Regions from separate parts of the Sus scrofa genome. Here region 1 is linked to region 2. The links are chromatin contacts, called in public Hi-C maps. All regions are on one chromosome and are shown on one strand. Each heading gives the region's core, a stretch centred on a gene start, on an enhancer-like site or on the middle of the called end of the contact. The rest is flanking DNA. Distances are from core to core; before and after follow the strand shown.

Region 1 (4,501 bases), core at 1,835-4,334, 130 kb after region 2:
TTCCTCACATCCTTCGTAGTGTTTTGGTAGCTTTTTTTTTTTAGAAAAATGTATTTAAATAACAGGAAAGAAGCAGCCAAATGTAATGGTTTGTCCACTGGAAAAAGCCTTGGCATATGTCTTATTTAGACAAAGATATTTTCAAATTATCTTACGAAGCTGAGGATATAATTTCAAAAACAGATTGTACAGCTGTTAAGAAAGGAAATAGGAGTTTCCTGGTGGCCTAGCAGTTAAAGGACCTGGCATTGTTACTGCTATGGTTCGGTCAGTGCTGTGGCATAGGTTCAATCCCTGGACCAGCACATCCACATACTGTGCCATGGTCAAAAAAAAAAAAAGTCATGTTTTCTGACTCAATTCAAAATGGTGCTTAATACAATTCAAACATTTACTTAGGATATACTATGTTAAGTGTGTCTAGGACCAGTGGTACAAAAGAGGTGATATCTTGATGCTCCAGACATTATTAGTATTCTCTTTCCAGTGACAGTCTAATTTTCTGGGTTACCTAAAAGTCTCAGATCACTTGTTCAATTCTACGTCTCCAGGCTTATTCAGGACTTAGGCCTTGACAATTTTCTTATTAAGCTAACATTTGAAATGACTTTTTGCATGAGTCTTTTTTCCTTTTCAATAGCAGCATGTAAATTAGGCCTTCACTAGCCTGACCTTAGAGGAAAGCCAATTTCACCTCACTGAGCCTGAATTTCACCTTCTATAAAATGGACCTGTTTCACATTTGTTGCGAATATCCCTAAAAGAGTAAAACTGCTTAACCTATGAAGCACCAAACAAATGGTGTTACTAATACGCACAACTTTTTCTTAATGCTCAACTACTCCCTTAAAAATAAGTAATCTGTCATACATTTTTGCAGCCACTGAGTGCCCGGCACTATGCCTTGTCCGCAAGAGGCATTAGTGGTGTATCTGTTGAACAATGAGTTCAAGAAGCCTGGCCAGTTACACGTTCTAGTCAGGGCAGTCAGAAAGGGGGTCCTCTTGCCACAAACAAGGCATGGGTTTCTTAGTATCTGCTCAGAAGCAGATGGGGGAGATCAAATTAGAAATGAGTTAGATTGGAATTCCCGTAGTGGCTCAGTGGTTAAAGACTCCGACTAGGAACCATGAGGTTGCGGGTTCAATCCCTGGCCTTGCTCAGTGGGTTAACGATCCGGCGTTGCCGTGAGCTGTGGTGTAGGTCGCAGACGCGGCTCGGATCCTGCGTTGCTGTGGCTCTGGCGTAGGCCGGCGGCTACAGCTCCGCTTGGACCCCTAGCCTGGGAACCTCCATATGCCATGGGAGCGGCCCTAAAAGTGGCAAAAAGACAAAAAAAAAAAAAGAAAAAGAAAAAGAAAAAAGAAAAGAAAGAAATGAGTTAGATTGGAGTTCCCGTAGTGGCTCAGTGGTTAACGAATCCGACTAGGAACCATGAGGTTGCGGGTTCATCCCTGGCCTTGCTCAGTGGGTTAAGGATCCGGTGTTGCCGTGAGCTGTGGTGTAAGTCGCAGATGCTTCTTGGATCCCGTGTTGCTGTGGCTGTGGCGTAGGCCGGCGGCTACAGCTCCTCTTCCCTCTCCGACCCCTAGCCTGGAGGTTCCTCCATATGCCGCGGGTGCGGTCCTAGAAAAGACAAAAAAAAAAAGAAATGAGTTAGATGAAGGCGATGCTGTGACTGGAGGGTGGTCTGTGAGCAGGGGCCCGGTCTGCGCTTACTGCGGGGGATCTCGGCGCAAAGTGGGAAGCGGGGTCTAAGTCTGGCTTCGGGTGGGAGGCCTGGGTTGGCGGGAGTCCTCGCTTAGCCGGGGGTCCGGCAGTGCAGTCGTGCTGGGATGTGGTCTCCGCCTTTCAGTCTGGCCCAAAGTTGAAAAGAAAAGTCCGAGATGCGGAGGCGGGGAAGAGACACTTTTCTAACAAGTGAGAGCGCTCTTAGATCGACACAAACTTGTTTTTCGTAACTATAGCAACCAACTGCCTCTCGCGAGAACTTGTACTGACCACAAGTTTATCCCAAGACTCGCGATAACATTGTCTGGGAGGTAAACGAGAGGCGGTGCAAGACGAGTTCCCGCGCCTGCGCTCTAGAACTACGTCCGCACCCACGGACCTACGAGTGCGCCTCAACGCTTCGTCCAGACCTGGAGCGATTCCCTCGTTCTTCTGAGGATGACCCTTTCTTTTAGCGAAAGTTTTGGTTAACTTCAAGGTTTTCTACCTTTCAATTTTGCTTTATCCACTTCTTTTTTTCCCAGTTTTTCCTCAATAAATAAGGATAAAAACCAAAAGGAAATTTATTTAAAGATAAAAGCCTTTATGAAACGATTTTTAAAAACAGGTCATTAAAATCTTTTTTCTGTAAAAAATGCAGAAAGACAGTATTTTAAAAGTGAGCTTGGCTATCATTCACGGTGATAATGCAAAACTATGTTGCTTTTAGTGCTCAGTATTTACAATAAGCAGAATTGAAGTATGTGACGTTAATGCAAAACTTTAATATATTTGAATTTCAGCGTTACTTTAGAGTAGGAATGGCAAAATATAATAGCAAAAACCTAGAAACAGGAGTTCCCGTCGTGGCTTAGTGGTTAAGGAATATGACTAGCATACAAGAGGACACAGGTTTAGTCCCTGGTTTTGCTCCGTGGGTTAAGGATCCTCTGTTGTCCTGAGCTGTGGTGTAAGCTGGACGCTGCAGCTCGGATTAGACCTCTGGCCTGGGAACCTTCATACGCCGCCAATTCGGCCTTAAAAAAAGCACACGCATACACGCAAAAGCCAAACCTGGAAACAGCCCAACATAAGAATGGATGAATACACTGATATATATTCCAGAATAGCATATTACAAAACAAAGGAATGAACTACAGCTACTTACAACATGGATGGATGAATCTTAGCAATATACATACTTTAAAATGTTGGCCAAATCAGAGATAATTTGAGCTTCAAAATAGACAATGATACTAAGTGAAGTCAGCACTGACATCGTATATTATCACTTACATGTGGAATCTTAGAAAAAGGACACAATGAACTTCTTTGCAGAACAGATACTGACTCACAGATTTTGAAAAACATTGTTTCCAAATGAGACAGGTTGGGGGGTCGGGGGATGTGCTGGGGGTTTGGGATGGAAATGCAATAAAACTGGGTTCTGATGATGGTTGTACAACTATAAATGTAATAAAATCCATTGAGTAATTTAAAAAATAAAAATGAGAGAAAGGAAAGCTCTAACAGTAGAATGCCAACTCAGTAATTGAGAGGAATTGACACAGAGAATTACCATTTTGCACCAACTACAGAAGTGTATGGTATGACTCAGGCAGGAGTCTTCAATGCTAAGGTTGGTGTGTAGAGGCTTGATGAGGAATAAGATATTGGCATGATTTTGGAATACTAATGGATTACAAAGGGGAAAACTGTGACATTAAGAAACCAACACTACCAAGCGATGAGGGTTAAAACACCAGTGTCAGGAGTCTACATTTCATTCCTCCTGATGAGACTCACTGGGAAAAGCAAAATATGTTGTGGTGTTCCTATAATCAGGGGGACCCAGGTTATAGGCCATTCTATAGAAAGTAAGGCCTGTACTCTTTGGATTTTTTAATGTTTTTATGGCCACACGCATGGCTGGGCTGGGGATAGAACCTGTGCCTCAGCAGCGATCCAAGCTGCAGCAGTGAGATTCTTAACCCACCACCCTACAGCAGGAACTCCAAGGCCTGTATTCTTTAATAAAACTGTCGAGGCCAGGGAAGATTAGCAGCACTTCTAGATTAAAGGAGTTTAAAGATACATGACAACTAAATGCAATATGTATTCCTGTATAACATGTTGGTCCAGGAAGGAAAAGAGACATTATTGGGACATCGGATGGAATTTGAATGGGATCAGTAGATTGGGTGGTAATATTGGACCAATATTGATTTCCTGATGTGGTACTTTGTTTGCTGTTATGTAGGAGAGTGTCCCTGTTTAGGGGAAAATACCTACTGGAGTGATGAGATATCATGCCTTCAGTTTCCGTCTCAGCCCTCAAAAGTTCCAGAAAAAGACTGATAACTAGGGATCTATGCACATGCACACACACACACACACACAGAGTGAGTAATGAAGCAGTAACCTAATATGAACTAGATGAGAATCTGGGTGACGAGGAAATGGGAGTTCTTTGCACTGTTCTGGCAACTTTCTATACATTTGAAATTATTTCAAAACAAATGATTAAACTATACACACACACACACACAATTCTCCATGGAAATTCCTTGCTTAGGATATGGTTACTAGAGCCAAGTTTTTAAAAATAAATTGTATTTCTGCTAATGAATATATAAAAATTTAAAAAACTAAGAGAGGAATTCCCGTCGTGGCACAGTGGTTAACGAATCTGACTAGGAACCATGAGGTCACAGGTTTGATCCCTGGCCTTGCTCAGTGGGTTAAGGACCTGGCGTTGCCGTGAGCTGTGGTGTAGGCTGCAGATGCGGCT
Region 2 (4,243 bases), core at 553-3,052:
GTATAAAGTTAACCCTTATCCTTTTTTCAGTGTTTTCTGTTTTTGTTTTGTTTTTTTTTTTTTTTGCCACACCCATAGCATGGGGAAGTTCCTGGGCCAGAGACTGAACCCAAGCCACAGCAGTGACCTGAGTCACAGCAGTGACAACACAGAGTCCTTAACTGCTAGGCCACCACCAGAGAAGTCCTCAGTGGTCTTAGATATATTTTCTTTTTCTTTTATGTATTTTTATTACTGTAAATATCCTCAAATTCTTTTCGGAAGCAGTCAAGATATAAATAACAAAGAGCATTCAAAATCTTACCCTTCTTTTCCTTGCATTCATTTTTTGCTTCGATTCTTTGACAAAGGCATTATAGGATGGGACCTCTCCAGCATCAATAGCTTGTTGTATAATATTCCTTATTCTGGGTTCTTCTGTGTATTGCACACACAGCACAGACTCCATAATCTGATCCATGTCACCCTTGAAGTCTAGATAGGCCTGTTTAACGTCAGCCAGCTCTTCTTCAGAACCTTTGTATGTCTTTTCAAAAGCTTGAATGTCCTCTAGAGATATCTGAACAAATGAGAGATATATGCTTTAACTTTGAGAATTTTATTTTAAATAAAAGGAACTCTAGTAAAAACTAAATTTAGGTCTTGAAATGCTTCTCCCCAATACACGTTACTTGAGCTGAAACTGTTTTAAGGAACCAAATTTTCTACGCCAAAGATTTTCCAGAGTTCTCTCAGCCCGACCTTTACAACTGCTAAGCTACAGATCAGAAAAATTTAAGTGAAGTTTTCAAAGTTGGGAAGAGACCCAGGAAAATACTCAAAACTTGCATCTAGATATGTAAAATAAAGCACATCTTGTAAAAAAAATTAAATGCCCCCCTTTTACTATAATCATTCTACATCAACAGATGATTAAAGATCCATTTCAGTTAAGTGTGTGTATGTGTATGGTTTCACACATACACATGGTTCAACCTAATAGTTAAATTTGTCTTTCCTCAAGATCAATAGGTTAGATAGGTATCTCCTGAGGAATGCCTGTGGGTATTTATTAATATATCGAAGCCAAATAAAAATTTCCTCATTTTTACACAATACAAAGTGCAAGACCTTAGAGGCATCCAATAAATCTTCGTTGAATGAATGATGGTAACAGTCACAAGGAAATCTCCAGAGTTCTTTACCTTTTTAAAGAGTAATCTCCAATAGGTCTCCCAGTCCCGATCTTGGCTGAGCACATCAGAATCCTCGTCCACAGTTCCCTGCTCATCGTACACTGCCCTCTGATCTTTGTCACTCAGAACGGAATAGACCTTCCCGAGGATCTGCGGGAAAGAGCATCCAGAAGTCACCCCTGCCCCCTCACTGGAACAACACCGCGGAAAAAAAAAAGATTAGAAAACGCCAGGCCGGGTTCCGCTTACTTCACCCGGGCGGCGCTAAGCGGCCAGGAGACGGAAAGAAGCCCGGGCGGCGGGTGGAGCGGGGTCTAGCGTACCTGGAAGCGGCGAGTGGCGTCCTGCTTGTCGCCCTCGCCCACCCGGTCCGGGTGCACCTGCAGGGACACTTTGTGGTAACCACGTCGGACCTCGCCGTCTGAGGCCTCGCGTCGCACGCCCAACACTCGGTATAGGTCGGTGGTTCCGAATACTTCCTCGCACAGCTCCAGAAGTCCCATGGCTGGTAGTGGTGCAGAGCGGGCGGCAGCCTCACTGAAAACAGCAGGTCCCTACAACAGAGCAGAACACTACACCGCTTCCTTTTCCCGCGCAAAACGCCCAGGGCGCCTGCGTCATAAGAGGCGCAGGAAGGGGCGGGGTCTCGACGCCACACTTTACGACGGCTGCAAAATGGGGCGTGGTTAAAGCTGGCGTCAGCCGAGGTAGAGACAGGGTGTGGCTACGGCGTCCCAGATCTCTCTGACCTAGGGGATCTCCTTCTACCCCGCCCTCTCCTCCGCGGCCCGACTCCCCTTATTTTCGAAACTTGGCAGCTATATTCTCAAAATCCCCGCTCAGTTTATGCAGTATAAGGAACGTTCATCATATTAAGCTGAATCTATGCATTGTTGTTTTGGTGGGGTTTTTTCGACCGCCCCGCGGCAAATGGAGTTTCCGAGCCAGGGATCAGATCCCAGCCCCAGTTGTGACCACCTCCACAGCTGCGGCAACATGTGCAACACGTGCAGGGGACAGGTATTGAACCTGCGTCCCAGAACTCCAGAGATGCTGCTGATCCCGTTGCGCCACAGCGGGCAACTCCTGCAATGCTGTTTTTTTGCTTTTTTTCAGTTTAAAAAAAAAAAAAAAGCCTAACATTGGCGTTTGGCAATTTCACATGGTTTAACCTAAAGATTAAATAGATTTGCTCTTTTCCAATGATGATTTGACAAGAGTATATAGAGCTCTAAGGCCCAAATAATTTTGCATCCTACAGGTGGCGGAACTGCTGGGAAGGGACTTTCCCTTGAGTCCTGCAATAAATAAGCCTACATTAAACAAAAAACACAAAATACCAATCTTTTAAAAACTTTTTTAATCTGAGAGTCTAGATTTGACATTTATTACAGAATCATTCCTATTCACCTTAACAGCTCCTCCACTTTGGTGGAGATAATATAATCCAACAATCATCTTAATAAAAACACAAGCTTTGGGGGAGTTCTCTTGTGGTGCAGCAGGTTAAGGATCCAGCCTTGTCACTGCAGCAGCTCATGTCACTGCTCTGGTCCGGGTTCTTTCTCTGGCTTGGTAATTCCATATGCTGCAGGCACGTCCCCCTCCCATCCCCGCAAAAAAAAAAAAAAAGAAAAAAAAAAAAAAGGTCAACTTCAGAAGCAAAGGTTTTCTAAAGCATGTTGGATTTGAGGTAGTAGCAAGATAGGCTGATGCAATCATTTAAAACATGGTGAAAAATCTGGGCCTGGAAATCCAAAGCAAGGCCAGGGTTAGAGAAAACTTTGGAAATCAGGGAGAGGATGAGCCCACACAGGAAGTTGTATATATACGAATCTTTTAAAAAAGACAGACAACAGTAGTCGAGTTGGCAGAAACTCAGTAGCTCAAAGTAATACCCATTTCACATCAGTTCCCCTAACTGATCAATACTTTCCAGAATCACATTTGCCTCTGCTCTACCAATTGAAGTTTCTCTGAAGACCTCAAACCAGGGTAGATTATTATCTAACTTCCAGACTTCTGTGGTTTCCAAAACATTTCTCTTTCCTAGATCCAAGATACAACCCAACTAAAGTCAGTTCCTCTCTGCCTGTCCTGCCTTCAAAGTCTCCTCAAAGCAAGTGGAGGCCAAACAGTGACAACCCTGGCAGAATTTGTGACCCCCAGATTTTGAGGTGGCTGATAACTATTCACAGAATATAAAGCCCAGAGAATAAAATAAGTCGGTACACTGATAGAGCTTGAGAATCTCCTCTATAAATCTTCTATATTTTAATCTTACACAGAATATAATCCTTGCTACAGTTCTGGTGGAACAGATAATGTATTTGGGGTTTGTTTTCTTTTTTTTTTGTTTTTGGCACAACTAGTCATTTACATTACCAAATCATGATACCTAAACCTGATTCTATCACTGACTTTTTAAGTGGACTTTTGTAAAGCCCCTCATTTTTGCTCAATTCCTCCACCACTGACAATATAACATGTTGGAAAAGGACTCCAGGTAGGCACACTGAGGGTTGACTCTTAGCTCTGCCCATTATTAAAACTATGTGGCCTTCTTCCAAACCTCAGCTTCCCCACCTATAAATTGGAGATAACCCTACCTAACTTCATGATACCTTGTAATTCTCAAAAATAATCTTGCATGGAAAAGGCCTAGAATGTATGTAGGTACTTTACAACATTATCTTTCTTTCAGCTATTCATTCTTAAAAAGTAGCCTAAAAGCTCATAACAAACCTACCTTGGAAGTAACTGTGTTCTTGAGTTGGTGGGATGATCGCAAATGATTACAGGAAGAATTACTTGGATAGGCCATGAACATTCTGGTTGGCAGCTTTGAAACAGGGAAGTCTTGGAAGGCAGCAGGCTAAAAAGTTGTCCAATAGAGGCAGAATCCAACCCACCCCACAACCACTATTTTCCCCAGATGAAGGCTGAAAAAGCTAATTAGTACCTATACCAGCTTTACGTCAATCAAGAACAAACCTTCCCTGAGCCCTGTTCAGGCCAGAAAAGCATGGGTGACTTTAAAAACTACATTTATTAACCTCTAAGTCTAA

What was found. Hi-C and Micro-C count contacts between places; a contact is called where the count stands out from the background.
Region 1: a contact with region 2 is called in a Hi-C map of liver, with 8 times the contacts expected there. The contact joins the promoter of CFAP70 here to the promoter of DNAJC9 in region 2. A contact is called at or near these places in 3 of 5 promoter capture datasets (fetal liver and liver), 12 of 47 Hi-C or Micro-C datasets (alveolar macrophages, embryonic fibroblasts, epiblast stem cells and 6 more) and 2 of 2 datasets of contacts at active chromatin or transcription factors (alveolar macrophages and skeletal muscle).

Annotation. Positions count from the first base shown.
Region 1 is chr14:76,196,814-76,201,314 of Sscrofa11.1, forward strand. CFAP70 (cilia- and flagella-associated protein 70) reads right to left here and starts at 3,085. Exons shown (of 27, transcript XM_013983341.2): 1 at 1,720-3,085.
Region 2 is chr14:76,068,499-76,072,741 of Sscrofa11.1, forward strand. DNAJC9 (dnaJ homolog subfamily C member 9) reads right to left here and starts at 1,803. Exons shown (of 5, transcript XM_003483498.4): 1 at 1,499-1,803; 2 at 1,185-1,325; 3 at 305-559. The coding sequence starts at 1,678. It overlaps MRPS16 (28S ribosomal protein S16, mitochondrial), which reads right to left. Exons shown (of 4, transcript XR_001301010.1): 3 at 3,925-4,243; 4 at 2,519-2,779.